Linked DNA regions of Ovis aries: region 2 is linked to region 1. Evidence: chromatin contacts called from public Hi-C data. All regions are on one chromosome and are shown on one strand. Each heading gives the region's core, a stretch centred on a gene start, on an enhancer-like site or on the middle of the called end of the contact. The rest is flanking DNA. Distances are from core to core; before and after follow the strand shown.

What was found. Hi-C and Micro-C count contacts between places; a contact is called where the count stands out from the background.
Region 2: a Hi-C map of hypothalamus shows a contact between it and region 1, with 4 times the contacts expected there. The contact joins the promoter of ZNF326 here to the promoter of LRRC8D in region 1. A contact is called at or near these places in 2 of 16 Hi-C or Micro-C datasets (hypothalamus and liver).

Annotation. Positions count from the first base shown.
Region 1 is chr1:67,181,569-67,187,554 of ARS-UI_Ramb_v3.0, reverse strand. LRRC8D (leucine rich repeat containing 8 VRAC subunit D) reads right to left here and starts at 4,240. Exons shown (of 4, transcript XM_060400765.1): 1 at 3,980-4,240.
Region 2 is chr1:67,374,737-67,381,141 of ARS-UI_Ramb_v3.0, reverse strand. It overlaps ZNF326 (zinc finger protein 326), which reads right to left and starts at 4,408. Exons shown (of 11, transcript XM_015092094.3): 1 at 4,256-4,408; 2 at 1,751-1,795. The coding sequence starts at 4,271.

The sequences.
Region 1 (5,986 bases), core at 2,991-5,490:
TTTCATGAAGTATTAATATTAAGTGACTACAAAGCTTTTGGCAGAGTCATCCTCCACTCCTCTCTCATATGATTAGAAAGCAGAATTAAAATTTTAAAATCTCAAAAGACTTGAAGACTGGACCAAAATAAATAGGACAGTACTGAACAGGAACAAAAACAAAACAATAAACACCCACTCAGCTTCTCTCTCTTTCTCTCTCTCTCTCTCTCACACACACACACACACACACACACACACACACACACACACACACACACTTGCACAATGAACACAGGATGCAACAGCTAATATGACAAATACCTGGAGTTCTGACTGTCCAGACCCTAAACACAAGTCTGTGCTGGGCCGTTTTGTAAGCTTAAGCTGCAAAAAGTAGATGTTTGTGCCTTGATCTCAGGAAACAGCTGTCCTACTATACTCTTTGTGGACCAGGTCAGGTCTCCATTACCATATTTAATTTCAGTCACCATAACTCTCCATAAAAGATGCTGACAAACTCAGGAGGCAGAAACCATGTCCCATGTAGAACTGTGAAAAGAATTAGGACTATTTTGCTTTGAGAAAAGTTAACCAGCTGGAGTGGCAAGAAGGAAACATTATTCTGTCTTTACGCCTTCGCAGGACTGTCTGAGGAGGTAGGTCATTCCAGAGGAGGAATGGAATCAACAGAACAAAGTTTCAGGGAGGCAGTCATCAGCTAATGAGCATACACACAGTCCAAAGGTATGATGGCATGTCATTGTAAGTAGAGAGGTCCCTGTATCTGGGGGTGTTTAAACAGATGCTGTCTCACAAGTGTAAGAATTTACTAAAGAAGTTGGACCAAGACTTCTCTAAAATGCCTAGTCTAATTCTGTGACTTCCCCATCTGCCAGGATCTCTCAAAAATGCCTTTTTCTCTGATTAGAATTTGCCCAGATTCTAATCCCTTCAGGCCTGAGTGTAGCAGAAGTCCCCTCGACTGGCTTCCCAACTCACGGTCCTTCCTCACCTTTCAAAACCACTTTCCTCCGAGGCCTGTTCTGAGATGTAACCTCACAGTGGCTTCTACCTTCCCTATCTAGGCAGAGTTTCTCAACTTTGGCACTACTGACGTTTTGGACGGGATTGTTCTTTGTAGTGGGGAACATCCTGCACACTGCAGGATGTTTAGCAAGATTCAGGGTCTCTGCTCACTAGCTGTCAGCAATGCCTGCCTCCTAGCTAGGACAAGCAAAAATACAACTGTGTCCAGATATCCCAAATGGCTGCTGGGAGGCAAAGTAACCCCCTGTTGAGAACCACGCTTCTTGAAGCAAATAATTAACACCACTGACTTGTGGTTCAAGTCTTCCACTAACTACATCCTCTCTACCTCCCTTCATCAGACATGGTCTCTGTCCCAGCCAGGCAAACCTATTTTTGACCCATGACACACCTCAAAGCTTCCCCTAACACATGTGCTCTCCCTCTTCCACAATACACAAACACTCCCAGCTGGCTCCAAACACCCTTTCCATCCCCGTATTCCTTGGCCTCCTAGACAAATGCAATCCCTTGCTTCTGGTGGTGGTCTCACATGGACTGTCTTACTTGCTTTCTATTAGTACAAGAATCCTCTCCTTCTTGACTAAGGCACCCCAACACCCACTCAAGTTCTCTGCTTCCTGCTGGTACTCAATAAATACTGGCTGGACTTTTCAGAATGTCAGTATCAGCCCCAATGATACATGAAAAACAGGTGAAATCCCTTACCAACTGCCATTTCAAGAACACATGTGATCAGGAGCACACCGGTTTGACAAAACTTTCATGCTTTCACAGTTAGTGCCAATTTAATACCTACAGTACTGAGACTGAATCAAGTCTGACTTCCAAAATACAGCTATCAAAATAATTTTACTATTGGGACATAAAAGACACAGCAAACTTTTTAAAAATCAAAAAAAGTTCTGAACAAGGTAAAAACTAGGGGGGAAGGTCAAGTTTTGACCAAGTTTTTAAAATTCTGTAAACCTTGGCCGAAAGAGAAAGATAGGAATATGGCTCAATACTCTAACGGTTGCATCATACACCACTCCACAGGATCATTAAGAGAATGGGGGACTGGGTCATGTAAGGACAGCTTCCTCTCCAACTTTCTAATGTGTCAGGTTTTAATCAACAAAGTACACACTCAGATGCCCTCAATAGAAATGAGACAAATCTAAGATAAAATGTTCAAATATATAAATAAACCATGCCAATTCAAGACTTTGGATTGCTTTTTTCCCAGCTCCATGGGTTACCTAATCATTTCATGAGCAGCTCCGTTACTAACCTACAGACAGAGACCAAAGACTTTGTCGGCACCTTATTCTACCTGATTTTATCTCTGGATCCTTCCTATCTTGTTCTTGTATTTTAACAGGGTTTTAGTCAGTGGGTGTAGAAGACAGGAAAAGAGGATTCTCACCCTGCACTAGCTGATGGGAGGTGTCTGGTCAGTCTTAACGAGATGTAAAAATAAATGCTGCCTGAAGACCCCATTTATTGGGTATGGTGAGAGTTCTTCCCACAGGTCTGTACCATGAAGAGGCCCCAGAGCCCAGGAGGGGAAGGTCTGAATCACAGTCATTCTTGGCACTTGGAAGCGCCCTTTGGTTGTTTATGCGGTAAACAGCCCTCCCCAGAACTGCAGCCGGGAATTCCCTGGCTGCCCAGACTCTTCCGACCTCCAGCGCAGAACACGTAATAGGTGCTCAACAAACGCAGCCGGACTGGAATTTTATTAGCAAAGCTGCTAAAGAAAGTTTCCAGAAGTCAGCTCCCTCTTTACTCCTGAATCTCTTTCAAAATATGTCCTCAAAGCTTTCTTTGCCCAACAAGAAATTTTTTTTTTCGTAAGTCAAGGAGAAGGAAAGGAGGAAATCTGCGAAACAGAAGTCCAAGGGGCTCAAGTTGGGCCCCATGGTCGGCTAGGACTCCCCAGTATCTATTCGCCCTCCTTCTGCCCACCTCCTGAGTACTCCACCCCTCTCACCTTTGCACTTTTTCTTTCCTGAAACCCCACCTCCCCACCTTCTGACACAGACACCCCAACTGCGTATCCAAGTGGGGCCGCACACCCCACCTCTCCAGCAGGGACCTACCTCTCCTCCCCTCGACCTGGGGCAGCTCTTCTTTACTGCAGCTGGCTTTTTAAGAAACTAAAAAAACTCATCTCTTTATCCGTGAGGGATACCCCCAAATAAAGGGGGAGAGAAACAGGAAGGCCCCTATGAACCCTCCAGTCAGCGGAGGTGTGATTCTCTGAGCAGCCACCCCCAATCCTCCTCCTTTCCAAGCCCCTGGAAGGGATTCGCGCAGAAGTCCGGCTCCCAAGTGCCCACGCTTCCAAACAAGCTAGAAGCGGATTATACCGGTACCCAACCCGGAGATGGCCCGCGGCGGGCTGGGTGCACCTGCGGGCCCCCGGCTCCCTCCCCCTCGCGCTGGGGGCGGGGCGCGCCCTCACTTCCCAGCCCAGCCCACCCCGCGCGGGAAGGAGGCGGGAGGGGAGGCGTTTCTGGAGAAGTTGAAGGGCTCACCTTCTGGGCAGCGGGCCAGCGAGGCCAGACACCAAACACCCACCTCCGGGAAGAATCAGCGGAGCCGTAACCGGGTCTCCCCGCCCTTCCGATGGGGCGGAGGGAGGCGAGAGGAGGGAGCGCGCGTGGCGGGGAGCCGGAGAGAGGCGGTCGCAGGCCGGCACGGTCCTCTCACGGGGCCCACCCCGCGGCCCCGGCGCCCGCCGCTCAAATTGCCGAAAGCGGAACGATCTTCGGGGACCGAGGCTAGCGCTCGGCCAGGCCCGCTTGCCGCCCGCGTCCCCCAGCCCGCGAGGTCCCAGCCACAGCCTCCGCTCGGGCCGCGGCGCCGCGGGGCAGGTCGCCGGCGCCGGGGTGGCGCGTGTCGGCTGCGGCGCGGCTCCACTGGCACAATCCCCGGCCCCTGCCCGGGAGAGGCGCGCACCAACCTTGGGGGGCAGCCCGGGCAGCTTTGGCCGCCTAGCCCCGGCTTAGGCGGAGGCGGGAGGTGGCGGCATCACCTGCGGCGTGCGGCTACTGCTGCTCCCGGACGCGCCGGGGCGGCGGAGGCGCGCGGCGCCCTGCACCCTGCTCCCGCGGCCCCGCCCGCGGCTGCCACCTCGAAGCGCGGCGGAGGAGCCGGGGCACCACGGGCGGCGGCAGCGGCGGCGACGGGAGCAGCAGCACATGACTCTGTAACGGGGGGAATTAGACAAAGCGTAACATGGACTCCGGGCCCGTGCAGGCGCTGCAGCTTCGGGACCAACCGCAGCCGGCGAGCGCCGCCACTGGCTCGGCCGCAGCCAATGGGGGCGGGCCCGGGCCTCCATGTGATGGCGAGCTCTCTTCCCCCGCGGCTCTCCGGTGCCTGCCGGGGGTCGGGGCGCTTCCGCCGCCGTGCGGGCTGACTGGAGGGGCGGGGTGGCGAGTTCGGTGGCCCGGGGTCGGGCACTGGCGGCGGGAGGCGGCGGCACCGCGCGCAGGTGCACCCGGCGGGGTCGGGGCGGCTGCCGGAGCTCGCCGTCCCTACAGCTGCTCATCAGTGAAATGCCCACCTGGGCCGGGCACGGTGCCCGGCGGCCAGTGTCGCCAGGCTGGCGAGAGTCTATCTCAGGAACCTTCACCCTTCCTGGGGCTATCCTGTCAACTGGAACTCTGATAGTAAGACGGGTGTGGGGCTGGGGTATGCCATGAAATGGTAGGGGGAAATTTGCCGAAAAGTCATTTCAGCGGCTTCCAACTGTACTTACCTGGGATATAGGGCACACACAACTTTATCTTGGCGCGAATAGCTTCCCTGCCTAATTTGTTCTGTCTCTGCTATTAAAGATGCAAGAGAGAGTCACTTATTGTTTTTATCTGAGTCTGCTCTCCCCGATTCCCCCGACCCCATTCTTTTTTGCCAAAGATGTCTTGCGTCTGAAGCAGGCAGATGAAAGTTTGTCCTCCACTAAACCGTGTTTCCCAACCTGATAGTTTTCCCTCTTGTTTTTGTTGCAAGATCAAAGTATATTTGAAGTCTTTTTCATGGGTGGGGAGAAGCAGGAATCAAGAAATAAGGTCACGAGGGATGTTTGGAAGTGTTGGTTTTTAACATGGCAGATGGTTCCAGCCCAGTATTACAGTATCTCCTTTTATCTGAAGCTACCTGTTTCCATGAATAATGAGTCTATGTGCTCAGTCGTGTTTGACTCTGTGCACCACAGTGGACTGTAGCCCACCAGGCTCCTCTTGTCTATGGACTTCTACAGGCAAGAATACTAGAGTGGATTGCTATTTCCTTCTCCAGGGGATCTTCCTGACCCAGGGATCACACCTGTGTCTCCCACACTGCAGGCAGATTCTTTACCCGCTGAGCCCCATGAAAAATGGGAAATCTCATCTCTTCTACCAAGATGTCTCCATGTCAGTGAATGTTCAATCAACATTTCCTAAGCATCTAAACGTTCTTCATGAGCATGTTGCAAAAATGTTACAGGTACTCAGGAAGGTGGGAGTTCAGATACAGTGAGAAAGTAGAGATTCGTTTTTAGGGTTTCAGGGAAGACTTCAGAGACAAGGGAGTAGAACTGACCCTCAGAGAGTGAACACCTGTTCCCCTGACCCTGGAAGTAAAGAAGAGCAGCCCTGAGGTTGAGTATAAGCAGAGCTCCAGCACACACTCAAGGGACAGTCCTAGACTGCTTGCAGGATGACACTAGCCTTTGAGCCCTTCTCACCTCTTGCTCTCTCACTCTCCGTGTCCTGGCCTTGGTGCCAGTAGCCTCTCCTGTCCACACACTGAGCCAAGAAGGAGGTGTGTAGGCAGGAGCTGTGTGTCCCGTGGTCTAATTACAGTACCAGATTCGCTGATCTGGGAGGTTGGTGCTGTTTTAAAACTGTTAACATCTAGTGGTGTGATATTTTGATGGAAAACACCTCACTACTATGATTAATTTGGAATGTTTTGCTGTTTG
Region 2 (6,405 bases), core at 3,159-5,658, 190 kb before region 1:
ATAATGAACAGATTGGTGATTGCCAGAGAAGGGGGTGGGAGTCGTTGAAATGGGTGAAGGGAGTTGAAAGGTAACAACTTCCAGTTATAAATAAATCAGGGGGATGTAATATACAGCATAGTGACTATAGTTAATAATAGTGTATTGCATATTTGAAAGTTGCTAAGAAAAGTAAATCTTAAAAGTTCTCATTGCAGGAAACTATATGTGGTGATCAAGGGTTACCAGACTCACTATTGTGATCATTTCACAGCATATATAAATATGGGATCATTATGCTGTATACCTGAAACTAGTATGTTAGATGTCTACTACACCTCAATGTGCCTGTTTTCAAAAGAAGGTCCTAACGTCAGTGACAGAAATATTTTAAGCTTTTTCTTTTTTTCCCCCACAATCCTGTATGTTAAGAAAATAAACTTCTGACCCTCTATGATTCTGTATTTCAAAGTCCTATATTTAGGCATAAACTCAACTCTCTGGAAATCATGGAAATAGTGGAAATCATGGCCTTCTATCATTCCAGATCTCTTTGGTAAAAGTACTAGTCCTGTTCACTCCAGTTTCCAATCCTGGATTCATTGTTATGCATCCCTCTCAATTTTCTACTCACTACTAGGCAGCCTGAAAGTTCTGCTAACTTTCTCAAGAAATGGCTTAATATTTTAAAAATTACTGTCATTACCTCCCAAGGTGTAAAATTCTTACACCTGAATTTATGAAACTTGATAATCTTCCTTCTTGATAATTTTCCAGTTTTCAAAATAACCTACACGTGGATGAAAATTAAACTTCTTTTGGTAACTTTATTATATCACTCTCCTGCTCAAAAATATGTTTTTCAGCACTTAATAAATATTGACTTTTCCTATATGTTTAACCTTTTTAGCTGACATCAGATTTGAAGTTTCTCTAAATTCCTAGAGATGATAAGTAGCAATTAACTGTATGGTAATTATTCTCATGAAATGACACAGTCTTCTTTGTTTAGTAGTACATTTGCTTCAGTTTTATTTTGTGAATAGATTACATTCTGTACAACAGTTGAAAGTTGTATTTTTCTGGCAATCAGGGAATTTAATTCCACTCTCTGGGGTCCTTCATATAATGCTTTTATAACCTCTTGAACTGTTTCATGCTCTTCTTTATGTTCTTATCCGTCTGGCAAAGCCTTAACTCTAATTTAAACTATCAAAACTCTACCCCAATTGTATTCTGCATATGTCATGATTTTATCTAGCTCTTTAGTCACTCTGATGTCATACTTATATTGATAAGGCTTCTTTATATGCTCTAGACAGTTCTTAATATACTAACACGTTTGGACACATTAAAGCAAATGACCTCAAAAACAGGTCAAAATGAATTATGAAAGCAGCAACATAAAACCAAGCCAATAATCCACTTAATCTACATTACTCAATACCAAAGCCTCTAACTCAACAAAAATAACTCAGCTAGTTTCTTATAAGTCATCACTCAATACAGTCAGAGCCTTCTGGAATTAAGAACTCAGAATTCAAATAAAGAGTCAAACTACTCTGAATAGCCCTAAGGTTTTCTGAATCCAAATTTCCTAACTCAAATACTATACATAGTATGACAACATTAACACTAACACATCCAAAGACTAAACAATGACTGAAACAAGGCAGAATTTCCTTCTTACATTGGTACTTTAGATGGGTGACAAAAAAACTGAGATGCATTCCCTTAATGTATTTTAGATCAAATGAAAGAGGATACTCACCATTAAAGCTCTGATAAGTATTTCTGCAAGCAGAGTGTGTATAATCTATGAAGACACATTTAACAGAAAGGAATTAGTGCATTATTAACAAAAATCTTGAATGATATACCCACTTACTAAAAACAAACACAATTTTTAAACTGCCATTAACTCAACTATCTACAAAAACAGGGTGTTAATAATTATATATACTTCATATAGGAAAATATATATCCCTTTCTTTTCACTATCTCCCCAAATGGCAGGTTTATCATCCAAATCATGGCAATGTAAAAATTAGTTAATAAAACCTGATATATAATTAAGGCCAAAAAGGGAGATCTAGTACTGATTTATACAGCATAACAAAAGGGAAGGCTGATAAATTATATATCCAACAATGCAAAAAACAGGGACATGTGAGAATTGATTCTATATATATATATTTTTCCCAATGCACTATTTCTCTTAGCGCTTAATTTGCTCTCTATAAAGATTTCAAGATCTTATTTGAGAAATGCACATTCATGTGTGCATACCTGTGTGTGCTATTTCTAGTCAGGACGTGGCATCATTATCAAAGATCATAATTTCTTTGTCAAAACTAATTTGGCAATTGTTAAATCCTTTAGTTAATTCTACTAACAAATAGGAATTTAATAGAGCAGTCCTTTGGATACAATAGACTCCAACTACACTATACAGGATTAGAGTTCAACATATTGTCAGGCAAATTCCATCCCCCAAATAAAGCAGTAGGGGAAGGGAGGAAGCAGGAGGGAGGGAACATTTTATCAGTGACATTGTTTAGAATTTTATGCTTCACACTGTTTAGAACTGTGGGCAGATGGTGATAATAAAAAGTAAACATCCTAAGACAATGGGTTCCTTCATGGGGGGAGGGGACCATTCCCATCACTCCCTCCTCCCACACTGGTAGTTTCTGCTGCACCTTGGGTGTTGGTACTGTCACCAAAGTTTGGTGTGAACACACAGCAACATATTTTTTAAATTCATTCCCAACTCTGGCATTTCAAATATTCAGTTTAAAGGTAACGATATCAAAATGAGTCAAAGTTCAACTAAAACAAACACTAGAGTGTGCTACTGTTAATATCTGAACTTCCTATTTCAAAGTAACTTAAAAGTATCCACAAAAGGTTATTCCAGTCCCTTTTCATATACTTAGCTTCCCTGGTAGCTCAGACGGTAAAGCCTCTGCCTACAATGAGGGAGACCCAGGTTCGATCCCTGGGTCGCGAAGATCTCCTGGAGAAGGAAATGGCTACCCACTCAGGTAGAGCCTGGAAAATCCCATGGACTGAGGATCCTGGTAGGCTACAGTCCATGGCGTCGCAAAGAGTCGGACACGACTGAGTGACTTCACTTTCATACACTTAGACTTGGCAGCTTTAATTCTTTGTGGCATGAAATCAAATCAAAGATCAAAAGATCATTTAATCAGGCTCAGCATATTCAAAGTTGGTTGGGTTAGAGGCTCACGACTAATTAGTGAAGCCATTTTATTCAGAAACGCCCGGTAACTCAGGAGTAAATTCAGTATATTCACATCCCTTTTCATGTCTCCCTAATGCTGTCATTACGTACTCATCTTACCCTGACACCAATCACTATAAAAGTTGAGCAAGATTTGAAGACAATATGAAGACCAAATTAATTTTATTTCGTGAGCGTATGAAACGGTTTAAAGAACTGGTGTTTAAGAGACGACCGAAAGGTACTGCTCATTTAATTAAACAGCAGTCCATCCCAGGCGGCTGTGTGTAGGTCTGAATTTGAAGGGCACGTGATGCTGTGCCAAAATTTTGACTAACTTAACACAATGTCCAGAGAAAACGCTTTGGTTCACAGAAGCATTTTAAATTTAGGGATTAACGCCCGGACACTCTTTGTTGGCGGATAAACATCCACTTTGCTAACCAGAAATACCTTAACGTTCCATTCTGGATGGAGATCTACTATACTTAATCACTTACAGACGCCCTTTAAACTCATCTTAAAAACTAAGACAACCAAGGAACACGATCATGAACAAGCCTCAGAAAACCCTATCTGGCAAGAAGTAACCTGGAGTTGGGGATTTACTAAAAGGACGATCTGGGTCGCTGCCCACCGGGCGAGCGCGAGCCGCGGCGGGGGAGGCCCGCTCGCCCTCTTGCCCAGAACGGGAAGTTGGAGGCTTCCTGGCAATTTGCTCGCAGCGGGGCGGGGGCCGATCTGGGGACTCCGGAGGCCGCGGCGCTCTGGGAGCCTCCTTCCCCGCGCCGAGGCCGGAGCGGAATTCAGGGTCGCGGGCCGCAGCGGGCGCCGGGCGGGGCGATCCGGGCGCGCGGGTCCCCACCGAGGCCGACTCCAGGCACTGGGCCCGAGGCGGGCAGGCGGGCCGACGGCCTCTAGGCCCGCAGAACAAAGCCCACACGGCCATCTTGAGACGGTAAACAGACCCCGGGGGCAGGCCACCCCGCCTGCCGCCCGCCGCGGTGACCAGCCAGAGGCCGCGCTTACCGTCCTCGAAGTCCATGGCGGAGGCTCGGGGCCGACAGCGTCGGCGGCGCTTGGCTAATCTGTGGCCGGAGAAGAGCACCCGCGACCCGCGGTTCCACACTACGAGTCAGCGCGACCAAGAGCGGCGCTACCGGCCCGGGAGCCGCAGGCCACAGCGAGGCTGGGGGGCGGGCCCGGCCGGCGCTGCCAGCCGCCGCAGCGCAGCCCGCGACTGGCTGGCGCGGGCTGGTGGGCGGGCCCTCGGATGGGGGCGGGAAGCAGGTCCGCGGTCGCGCTCCCAGGTGCTGACCCTCTCGGAGCCGCCAAGGGGCAAGGAAGGTTAAAAAGGAGCCCCAAAGATTGGCCAGGCTCAAGGGAAAGAAAGCCGGGTTTTCCGGAAGGTCGGGCTGAAGCCCGCCATGTTTGATTCTGGCAAGAGCGAAAGGATCTGCTTGGAATACCTTCCCTCTTCCCGAACTAATATACCACGTGCCGACCTTTCCCTTTTTATTGGCTGATAATGACTGATCGGAAAATGTAAAAAAAAAAAGAAAAAAAAAAAAACCCTTATGGAGTTAATGCCGTGGAGATTCAGAAGGCCAGGATATTTTTAGACCTCTGTGAGCAGAGGCCAGGGAGGCCTGGCGTGCTGCAATTCCTGGGGTCGCAAAGAGTCGGACACTACTTAGCGACTGAACTGACTGACTGAGCAGAGAACAGATTGCTAAATAGGGAACAGTTACGAGTGTGATCCAAGACCGACCACGGTCGAGTTCTGAATTTCAAGGTGCAAAATGAAAGTGTTGTAAAAGTTAACAGAGGGAAGATTTTTGGAAGGAGTCGTCCAGATCTTGAAGAACAACCACGGGCAAACACATATCAACATATTTTGGTACATATTAACACTGCATTTGGAGAAGGAAATGGCAACCCACTCCAGTATTCTTGCCTGGAGAATTCCGTGGACAGAGGAGCCTGGCAGGCTACAGTACATAGGGTCACAAAGACTCGGACACGACTGAGCAAGTTATCACTCAGCATTGTATTATTGTCACTTTGGAAATAGTGTTGAGGACAGTGGGCAAAGTCACTCGCCAATAAGACAATGTGGGAAAAGACAACTGTGTGGTCATTCTAATCCTGGAGCAGCGTGAACTCCAGGTTAGATAATATTTTTTCATAGAGCAAATCGTGTCAATGATGAGTTGATCACAGGATAGGAAATCATGAATAAAGCCGTTTGCCCTTCTTTGAAGTCCATTGAGTTTCCAGAACCAAGTGCCAAGAAACAGTCTCTGGAAACATAACTAAAGGAAAAACTCACAGGTATACTAAGGAAGGTGTAAGACTGTAGCCCCAGTGGCGCAGAGGTAAATAATCCACCTGTCAGTGCAGGAATCACAAGCAATGTGGGTTTGATCCCTGGGTTGGGAAGATCCCCTGGAGTAGGAAATGGCAATGCACTGCAGTATTCTTGTCTGGAAAGTTCCATGGACAGAGGAGCCTGGCGGGCTACAGTTCCTGGACACGGCTGAGCACAGCCCCAGATCTGGGTAGGGTACTGTTCCTTCCTCCTCACTTTCCTTCTCCACCCTCACTGATTCACCCAGTTCTCCACCCTTACAGTGTTTTCTTCTTTTTTTCCCTCCTATGCATGTTTTCTACTCACCAGAGCAGAACATGTTGAAAACTGAGCTCATAATTTCCTTCCTCAAACCTGTTCATCTTCTTTTATTCTTTCATCTGTGAATAATGCTGTGTGAGTGGCATCATGAGCAACCACCCACTACTAATGCAGTCAAGACTCAGCCCTCTCCCATTCTCTCATCCTCAATCCATACTGAAGTCGTTCATCTGCTTATTACCTCCTAAAATGTCTTAATAAGTTTGCCCTTGATCTCCAATTCACTGCACTACCTGAGTTAGACTCTCATTATCTTTCTCCTAAACTGTTGCGATGGCTTCCTGAGTAATTTCTCTGCCTTTCCACCTTGACCTTCTCAGGCTCCTCAGGGCCTCAGTGATATAAAGGCAAATCTGAACGCATCATGCATCTCTATCACCGATTCAGTTCAGTTCAGTTCAGTCGCTCAGTCGTGTCCGACTCTTTGCGACCCCATGAATCACAGCACGCCAGGCCTCCCTGTCCATCACCAACTCCCGGAGTTCAT